Regions from separate parts of the Gossypium hirsutum genome. Here regions 2 and 3 are each linked to region 1. Evidence: chromatin contacts called from public Hi-C data. All regions are on one chromosome and are shown on one strand. Each heading gives the region's core, a stretch centred on a gene start, on an enhancer-like site or on the middle of the called end of the contact. The rest is flanking DNA. Distances are from core to core; before and after follow the strand shown. Region 1 holds the start of LOC107910682 (bromodomain-containing protein DDB_G0270170). Region 2 holds the start of LOC107910300 (dolichyl-diphosphooligosaccharide--protein glycosyltransferase subunit 1A). Region 3 holds the start of LOC107910686 (dolichol-phosphate mannosyltransferase subunit 1).

Region 1 (3,104 bases), core at 558-3,057:
TATTTGGAGCCCTAAGAATTTAGATATGAAGAAAGCTTGTTCCATTTAATAGAGTTCCATTCAACAGTGGATCAAAGGCATCTAATGCTCTACAATTGGGATCCAAAACTGTTTCCAAAGGTTTAAATTCATCACTAAAGCTTCTAATGAGCAATTGTTCTTTTTTTTATTCTTTAACAGTTTTCACAGTGGCATGTGCATTAGAGTGTTTAAGGTTGAAGTAATGAATGAATTGGAGTAACAGAGATAAAGATAGGGTTTGATCTTCAGGAAGTGAGAGCTATGAGATTGAGAATAGGGTTTTTATGTTCTAATGGACCTTTTGTTTATTTGTTTATGATCCATTATTTTGGGAAATTTTTCATTTGTTAGAAGAAATGAAGAGTAGCCAAATCTTGTGCCTTTTGGGGTTATATCATTTGATATAATTTGTTTAATCATTTCCTTTAAAGCAACCATTAATGCAAAACTTTCTCATTAGCATCACCTTTTCCAATTTTATAATGTAGATAAACAAACATTTTTGTTTTTTTTGTTTTTATAATGTAGATAAACAAACATTTTTATTTGTTTCTCATTAACTTCACCTTTTCCAATTTTATAAGGTAGATAAACAAACATTTTTTGTTTCTTTTAGTTGAAAAAAGAAAAATAAATAGATGCTCTTTTTCTTTTGGATGCTTTGTGACTTTATCTTTTTTTAATAAAAATTTTGTGTTTAATACAATTAATTAATTTTAGATTATAACATAGGTAAAAAGTTTTATATAAAAATTATATAAATAACAAATGAAACTTTAGTTGAAATCATAAAATTGAGATAACTTGAGAAGTAATGCATTCAAATAATAGTGTACTATTTTAAAATATAGTAAATAAAATTTTTTAATATTTTAATATAATTAAATATAAAAATAAAAAACATTTTAATATAAATTAATATAAAAATAATTATATTAAGAATGTTATTAAATTATATTTAATAATAATTATATTAAAATAGGATTAAATTATTTATTTTTATTTTTATTTTTATTAAATTATATTTGATAATAATCTTATTAAAATTTAATAACCACATCTAAACAAAATTCTGGTAAAGGTATTATGGTCATTTTAGTTTTTTTTCTTTATGCTATTACATATCTATTTCATTCAACCAAACACAATAATACAATTACAGTTATATTTCATTAAATTCAACCAAATAATTGAATTACTGATTACAGCTCTATTCCATTGTAACTTTATTACATTATAGCTCTATTCTATTCTAGTGAACTAAACGTGCCCTAAATTGTTAAACTGAAAATATAATTAAAAAAAAAACATATTAATAATGTTTATCAAATTAAATTTATATTTTTCAATTATAGTAAAAATTAATTACATTCATCGACTAAAGTAGAATAAATATAAATATAAAATTATAAAAAATCAAATGTTAATAATACATAAAAGAATTAATATATAAGAAATTAATAATAATATTATCTAAATTATAATATTTTATTATTCAAATCATGATGATTTTTTGTATTATTTTACTAATAAATATTTTTAAAATTATATAACATTAATATAATTGATTTTAAATTAGTTAAATATTTTAAAAAAAGTTTTATAATTACATTACCTTTTCAATTCATTAATTGTTTTTTAAATAATTTCATTAAAATTTTTAAAATAATTATTTTTTAAAGAATTTCATTAAAATTTTTAAACAAAGATTTATATTATAAAAAAATATTACAAATTTAATGTAAATAATGAAATTCGTGTCACGTGAGAGTGGGGCACATCCCATCCATTTCACGTGACTTTCCCTCCACGCCGGCATCCTATCCCAGTGATTCCACTCCCTTGCTCCATCAAAGAAAAAAAAAACACCAATATTTCCATTAAAAAATAACAAAAATAATAAAGGGCAAGAAAAAAAAGAATACAGTAATGAGATTGGAGGAGAGATAGCAGCAGAGACAATGAAGAGGAAGAAGGGAAGACCCTCCCTCTTAGAACTCCAGAAACGCTCTCTCAAACAACATCAACAGCAGCAAGCGCTTCAACAAAACCCCCTAAATGTCCTAAACACTATTTCTTCTACCAATTCCAGCCGTCGATCCGCTCGCCGGAACCCCAATCTCCACGGAGGCTCCCCAATTCCCGATTGGATTGCCGGAGGAGGTGGTGATGATGATGATGATGACGACGACGACGAGCGCCAACAGAAGAAGCATAAGCTATTGCTCGGCCTCAATTCTTCTCGTAATCATCACCATTATCCGATTCCTTCGGCGCACAATTCGGCCTCCTGCGGTTCCGATTCGAACGCGGATGGTGGCGATCCCGAGGCATCCCTCAAGCGACGAAAGGTTACCACCCTCAGTCCTAGATCTGATCAAATGGTGATTAGTTATCCATGAATATATATAAAAAATCAAAATAGCTTTTTGTGGGTTTTTGGAAGTGATGTCTTTTGAAACAAAAACAGACAAAAGAAGAACGAAAAAAGAAAAGAAAAAGAGAGATTTTCCTATACTTTGTTTGGATATTTTTATTTATTTCCTTTTTGAAATTGAACTTTTGGATTTCGCGCGTGAATTGCATTCTTGTGATTGGATCGGAGATTATGGACATTGGACAGGTTTGACTAAGTCGTGAACTGTGCTTTTCTTTTTTCTTTTTTGGTTATTTGATATTTATCTTACTTTTTTTTTATTTTTTTATTTTCGGAAAACTTGATTTTGTCTTGAAAATCTTCTTTATTTCCTAATTCTACAAATTTTATTCTTTATTATCTTGTATTTATCTGGCCTTTATTTATGTGCAGAATAAGATATGCACAGACCATCATGTCTGAAGACCCAAAAGCTTCAATTTGTCTTTTCTTTAATATTAAGAATAATTCGCTTATCAAAAACAAAATAATAATTCTACTTTTTATTTCTGCTCATTTTAATGCTACTTTTCATCACCAATTCTTCAATGAACAAGGCAAACCATCTCCATCTGTAGTTTCTATTTGGGTTGTTAAATATGTTGTCTTGTTTGCAGGGAGAAAAAGTATCCAAAACTACGCACACACTTCATGGTAAAAATCAATC
Region 2 (2,850 bases), core at 346-2,845, 310 kb before region 1:
TATTAACAATTGGACCTAAAAATTTGAAATCTAACAAATGGACTAAATTCCTAAAAATAAAAGTAAATAAACTAATTTTTAAATATAAGAAGAATATAGGGACTTAAAAGCATATTTTTAAAGAAAAAGAAATTTTTGGATTAACCCAATCTAGGCATGCAAGCCTACCTTCATGGTTCAAACTCAGCTCATTAAATGTCCAATTTTCAATCCCGCTATACAAAGTTGGGTAAACTACACTAGTAATCATTAACTATTAGTAATTTTTTTACCATTCAACTATGAAAAATTATAAAATGATCACTCAACTATTTGATTTTTCCTTTTTTAGTCACTAGTTGTTAGATGGCTAATGGAAATATGACATGACATCTTTTAAAATTGGCATGGTAACAAGTTCAACCCTAAATGTTTCTATATTCTATCAATTTAATCTTAATTCTTTAAAAAATAGGTCTTAATGTTTACACATTACCTAAATTTATCCTGTTTTACATGAAAATATAATTCAATACATGATGAGAAAATTAAAATATATTTTTTAAATTCTTATTAAATTAGATAATTCTCAAATACATTGATTTCGTTATACTTTAAATGGTTGAGAACTTGATATCTCTCGATGACAATTAATTCACTTTTTTTGTTTGTTTGAGTTGGTTGCCATTGATGAAGCAAATCGAAGGTTTTTTTTTCTTTAAGTTGTTAGACTTCAAATTAGGTTGAATTAATGAAATGGGTACTTTTTATTTTCAATGAATTGAATTGGCTAGTTTACAAATTTTAGGTAACTTTGTTTCTTGTTGTTGTTCTTCATTTTTCCATTGAGTTAAATGTAGGGGCAATGCCACAAAGGGATGAAGTGAGAACACTCTAAATGCTCATATTTACTAGTGAAATTCATCGCTTGATGTCAGTTTTGGCTATCGATAATGCAAGTTTACTCATGGTTATGTAAACCTTTCAATTTATCCACTCACTAGACTCAATTAAGTTTATTGCAACTTCAACTTTTGGAAGTTGATGATTCAAAAGCACTTTTATTTTCTTTTATATAGTGGGTTAATTGAACGAGTAGCAAGACTCTCTATGTTCGTTGGAGACATTAAAGCTAATGATGACAATAACAAGAGCAACTCAGTTGAATTGACTTCAAATGAATCAAGTACGGATTTTATGAAATTTGTGAAGAGGGAACTGACTATGATTGAGTCATCTCAACTACTAGTATTCAATCTAACGATAGAGAATTAGAGTATCAAAATTAAAGAATGAGAAAAAGTAAAAATGATGATATTAGGTTTTTTTGTATTTCTATTTTTAGTATACTTTTGATCAAATTTAGTTAATATTTTTTTAGTTTTTCAAGTGAGAAAGTCACAAAAATGCAAAAATATTAAATTACATAATATGTAAATATTGATGATTATATTTTTTAAAATAAATTCTAAATTAACATAACGTATAAATGTCTAAAAATTAAAATTATTACTATGTCAGTTTTAAAAGCAGATACGTTATTTTTCCATTAATCTTTAATTGATGGGTGATAAAAAATATATAATGACTATTTTATTATTTCTCATTTGAAAAAAAAGGAAACTAGTAATTGAGGGAATAGCAATGTAATTTAGCCTACAAGGTAACAATAGATTACCAAAAGAGCCCTCCGTTCACTACAGGAACCAGAAACAAAAGGAGTCAACTAGGGGTCAAGTGCAGTAGAGATTCAGTTTCCCGACAATGGAGAGTTTCGGGTTTTGTTTCCTTATGCTTACAATCGCAATTTTGGCATCACCCGCACTTTCCGATCTGGTCCTTTCCAAAGTCGATCGACGCGTAAGTTTTTATCCTTCTCTATTCAAATTTCCCAGCTTTCTAGGGTTTAATATTATTGATAGTATTCCTTGCGAGTTCATTTCTCTGATTGGTTCACGGCTGCTTCTGAAGATTTTATCCATCTGAAACATCATCTCTTGGGTTGATCTGAACTGCTACAATAGTTGTATCTGTAAAGTTTTTATGTTAAAAGCGTCCCTATGTGTTGCAGATATATTTGACATCACATATTGTTCGGATTTCTTCAACTATGAAGGTGCTTCAGTAACACTCACTTTTCTTTTCATTCTCAAATTGCTAATGCTTTCAACTCTATTATCTCTTTTCGGCTTTATTCTTTAATGTGCTGTTATATTGTCCTTTAGGTGGAGAATGCAGGTTCCGAAAAGGAGTCCAAGGTTTTGCTGGCTTTTCCTGAGCAACAAGCCAAAAATATGGCATATTTGATTGCTACTCCACATGAAGGGAAAGGGAAAGGAAAAAACCCTGTTGTTGTTCTCCCTGTTGAGGCTGCCAACCCAAAAGACATGCCTGCTGCTTTGACATTCTATTCAGTATCTTTGCCTAAGGGATTAGCTGAGGGTGATAGCTTCACTTTTGATGTCTTGGCCGTATTTACCCATGCCTTGCGACCTATTCCTGAGCAAATCACTCAGGCTGATATTCAGCTTGTACTATACCAGGATAGTGCACACTATCTATCTCCTTATGCTGTGAAGGTTCAGTCTCTAAGTGTTAAATTGCCTGATTCTAGAATTGAATCCTATACAAAACTGGAGAACACAAAGATTCATGGTTCAGAAATCAAATATGGTCCTTATGAGAATATTCCTTCATTCTCGTACTCACCCATAGCAGTTCATTTTGAAAGCAATTTACCCTTTGCTGTTGCTCATGAATTGGTGAGAGAGATAGAAATTTCCCATTGGGGTAATGTGCAAGTCACTGAGCATTACAAGCTCATACATGGTGGTGCCCAGAGCAAGGGTGAATTTTCCAGGTTACTTCATA
Region 3 (3,113 bases), core at 444-2,943, 400 kb after region 1:
GGCTTGATTTCTGGCAATTGGGAATTCACAGTACTAATTTCATGAATTTTCGTGGGACTTTAAAACAAAATGTTGATTATTGCCTTGGGTCTGGGACTGGCCTGTCTACCTGGCAACTAATGAAGCAATAGCATCTAAAGCCTCTCTTTGTTAGTCATCTATGAATTGTTTTCTCTCCTGGTAATGCTAAAATTAATCAATCTTGTAGGTGGGTCATGATGTGGACCATTTTACATCCCCAGAAGGGATTCCAGGTGTACCTGAAACTAATTTCAACAACCGCCCTAATTCTTTCAAAGTACTCTCACCAGCTCGCACATGTGTGGTATGATTATCACTTCCTGGGCTTCCTGATTATATTATATCATATCATCCATCACAGACCATGCTTAGCATTGATAGTTGTGTATATTTATTGTTGTGCACTTAGGCTTATTATAGATTTCCAACCTTATATGGTATCATGGACATCGAATCTCCGCCTGTATCTACGGTCAACATGGACTGACAGATTTCTTACAAATTTTCCACAGGTTTATTATAAAGTGGATGAAAGTGTAGAAGAAACTAATGGTATCAATGTAATTAGTGTCAGTGAGACATTAGAAATGGATGCATCAAAGCAGAAGAATGCTGAGGAATCGGCTATCTTGGTAGGTGATATAATCTGTGGCTGTTTATATGGGCCCTGAGCCTAGGAATGAAAACTTGAACTGACAGATTGTTTAAGATTCTCCCCAGGTTGATCATGGAGATAAAGAAAATCCACAAGAAACTAATGACCGTGACACCGCCAGTTTCGATGAGGAATTGCAAAAAGATGGAGCAAAGCAGGAAAGTATTGAAGAACCAGCAGCTTCTGTGCTAGACAAAAAGATTGTGGGAAGTAAGTTAGATGAGCCGGAAGTGGAAGAGATGGAGGACAGAACCCCGGACGACTAAGCTTTTCGGCTCCTGCGCCAACCCTATGCGTAATAAGTGCTGGTTTTTGTTTTGTGAATAATAATAATAATAATAATAATAATAATAATAATAATGTGAGGAATGAGTAAGCAGGGGATTTAGTTTTGTTTGCAGTTTGTAAATTGTATGTAGACAACAACAGTATAGTCTGCTTAATTACTAGTTATTGCATCGAAATTCCCATGTCTGATCATGAGATTTCAACTTCAACGCTATGAGCTGAAATACTTCAATAAAACAAAGGTTAAAATATTAAATAAAATAAATAAATAAAACCCTGCACTTTACTAGTTTATTTATATAAATATGTATACTTTGTATACACTTAACTAAATCCTTAACCAACTTGTAAGTGGCAGACGTATTATAAGTTTAAGGAATTCATTTGTCTTTTTTTCCTCTACTTAAAAAATAGGTAAATTAATTTTTGTATATTAAATTAAAGAATAAATTAATTTTTTTATTAAAATTTTTGTACATTTATAACGCTAACAATTGGTGTAGTGATGGAATAATCAAAAGATCCGGTTTATTTTTTGATTTAATGTACAGAATCAATTTGTCCATATTTTAAGTGAAAGAATAAATGTAATCAGACTTTTAATATAAAAAATTCCCTAATACTTTTAGCCTTGTAAATCTTTTTCACTTTTTAGTTATATCTAAAATAAATCCTTAATCTTTAATTCATACCTACATAAACTTTCATTTGAAATAAAAAGTTGCCGTTATTTGGACCAGATAGGATTCTGCAAACTTTGAGTAAAATTCGAGGGATTTTTAGTATTTTAACCAATAAAAAATTCTCATTTAGCATTTTATTCTTTTGCAGCATTGTAGCTCAATTATGGGAGTCCGGCTATGAGATTAACCGAGTTGGTACCTTCTCGGTTGAAGCGGCCTGCTTTGTTCCTAGGCCTTAGCCCAATTTCAAGGTAGTCTAGCAAGCAAAAGTCAGCATCCCGATTCATCGTTGAAAAATTCAAATGAGAAATGAGTCAGCGAAACAAAAGAACACAGAAAATAAAGATTTAGGCCAAGGTATTTACACAGAAGAAGAAAAAATGGAGCAGAAGAACAAGTACAGCATAATAGTACCTACTTACAACGAGCGCCTCAACATTGCTCTCATCGTCTATCTCATCTTCAAACATCTCCGGTATTTCTCCCAACTTCAATTCTCTCTCCTTTAAAATTTTTTTTTTCTTTGATCGCTGAACTCTTAATTTTAGTATTTTTAACGTGCTCTATCGAGATCTGATTACATATCTCAAATTCGTGCTCTTTCTTCTGCCCCTCTTGTATTCATCGAGTTTATAAGTGGCGTCCCGTTCAGTATTTTCATTTTATGCAAATGATTTGAATTGGATAATGAGTATACATAAATATGACAATACTGTCATATTTAGTTTCTGTTTTCTGGAATAAATAAATTATCCGGCAATATATTGAAGCGCCTGTTGTTTTTATATAACTCTACACTTTCCCCCCGGATTTGGTGCCTATACATATGAATTAATTATACACTTAAACAGCCTTGTGAAATTAAACCGTAGGAGTTTAATCAATGATCCTATTTTTTGTCCTTTTAGTAGTATTCTTCTAGTCTTTGTAAATTCAAGTGGCTATATGTTAAAACTTCTCAAATTTTGATGTTCTTGGGGCCAAAGTTTTCACTACAAATCAGTACATTATTTGAATTAGTTTCCACCTTTCCCACTATGCCATTGCTTTGTGTCTGTCATGGGGCATAAAGGATTTATTTTCATATAAAATTAATGACAATGTAACTGGCCTAACACTCGCGAGATAAGTGTACCTACCTTAAAAACCTTTCCTCTTATACTGTGGTAGTTTGCAATATCTGTCATATTTATGTAACTACTTGTGATATTGCCTGGAGTAGGGATGTAGATTTTGAAATAATTGTTGTGGATGATGGGAGCCCTGATGGTACTCAGGAAGTTGTGAAACAACTGCAGAAACTTTATGGTGAAGATCGTATTGTAAGTTCCATTCTCATCTACCTTCAAAATTGGATCTATATGTAATCCGTCTTGCTGATCAATTCCTGTGCACCTCTGCTTCTGTTTCCTTACTGTTACAGCTATTGAGACCTAGACCTAAGAAGCTTGGATTGGGTAAGTAAG

What was found. A called contact is a pair of places that touch in the nucleus more often than the background predicts.
Region 2: a contact with region 1 is called in a Hi-C map of leaf, with 2.3 times the contacts expected there. The contact joins the promoter of LOC107910300 here to the promoter of LOC107910682 in region 1. A contact is called at or near these places in 3 of 34 Hi-C or Micro-C datasets (leaf and petal).
Region 3: a Hi-C map of leaf shows a contact between it and region 1, with 4 times the contacts expected there. The contact joins the promoter of LOC107910686 here to the promoter of LOC107910682 in region 1. A contact is called at or near these places in 8 of 34 Hi-C or Micro-C datasets (callus, hypocotyl, leaf and 1 more).

Annotation. Positions count from the first base shown.
Region 1 is chrD02:24,375,775-24,378,878 of Gossypium_hirsutum_v2.1, reverse strand. LOC107910682 (bromodomain-containing protein DDB_G0270170) reads left to right here and starts at 1,807. Exons shown (of 9, transcript XM_016838639.2): 1 at 1,807-2,405; 2 at 3,055-3,091. The coding sequence starts at 1,983.
Region 2 is chrD02:24,683,282-24,686,131 of Gossypium_hirsutum_v2.1, reverse strand. LOC107910300 (dolichyl-diphosphooligosaccharide--protein glycosyltransferase subunit 1A) reads left to right here and starts at 1,595. Exons shown (of 10, transcript XM_016838110.2): 1 at 1,595-1,839; 2 at 2,051-2,095; 3 at 2,205-2,839. The coding sequence starts at 1,744.
Region 3 is chrD02:23,978,150-23,981,262 of Gossypium_hirsutum_v2.1, reverse strand. LOC107910686 (dolichol-phosphate mannosyltransferase subunit 1) reads left to right here and starts at 1,693. Exons shown (of 9, transcript XM_016838645.2): 1 at 1,693-2,122; 2 at 2,870-2,969; 3 at 3,071-3,104. The coding sequence starts at 1,950. It overlaps LOC107910685 (1,4-alpha-glucan-branching enzyme 1, chloroplastic/amyloplastic), which reads left to right. Exons shown (of 15, transcript XM_016838642.2): 13 at 209-325; 14 at 534-653; 15 at 742-1,140. The coding sequence ends at 942.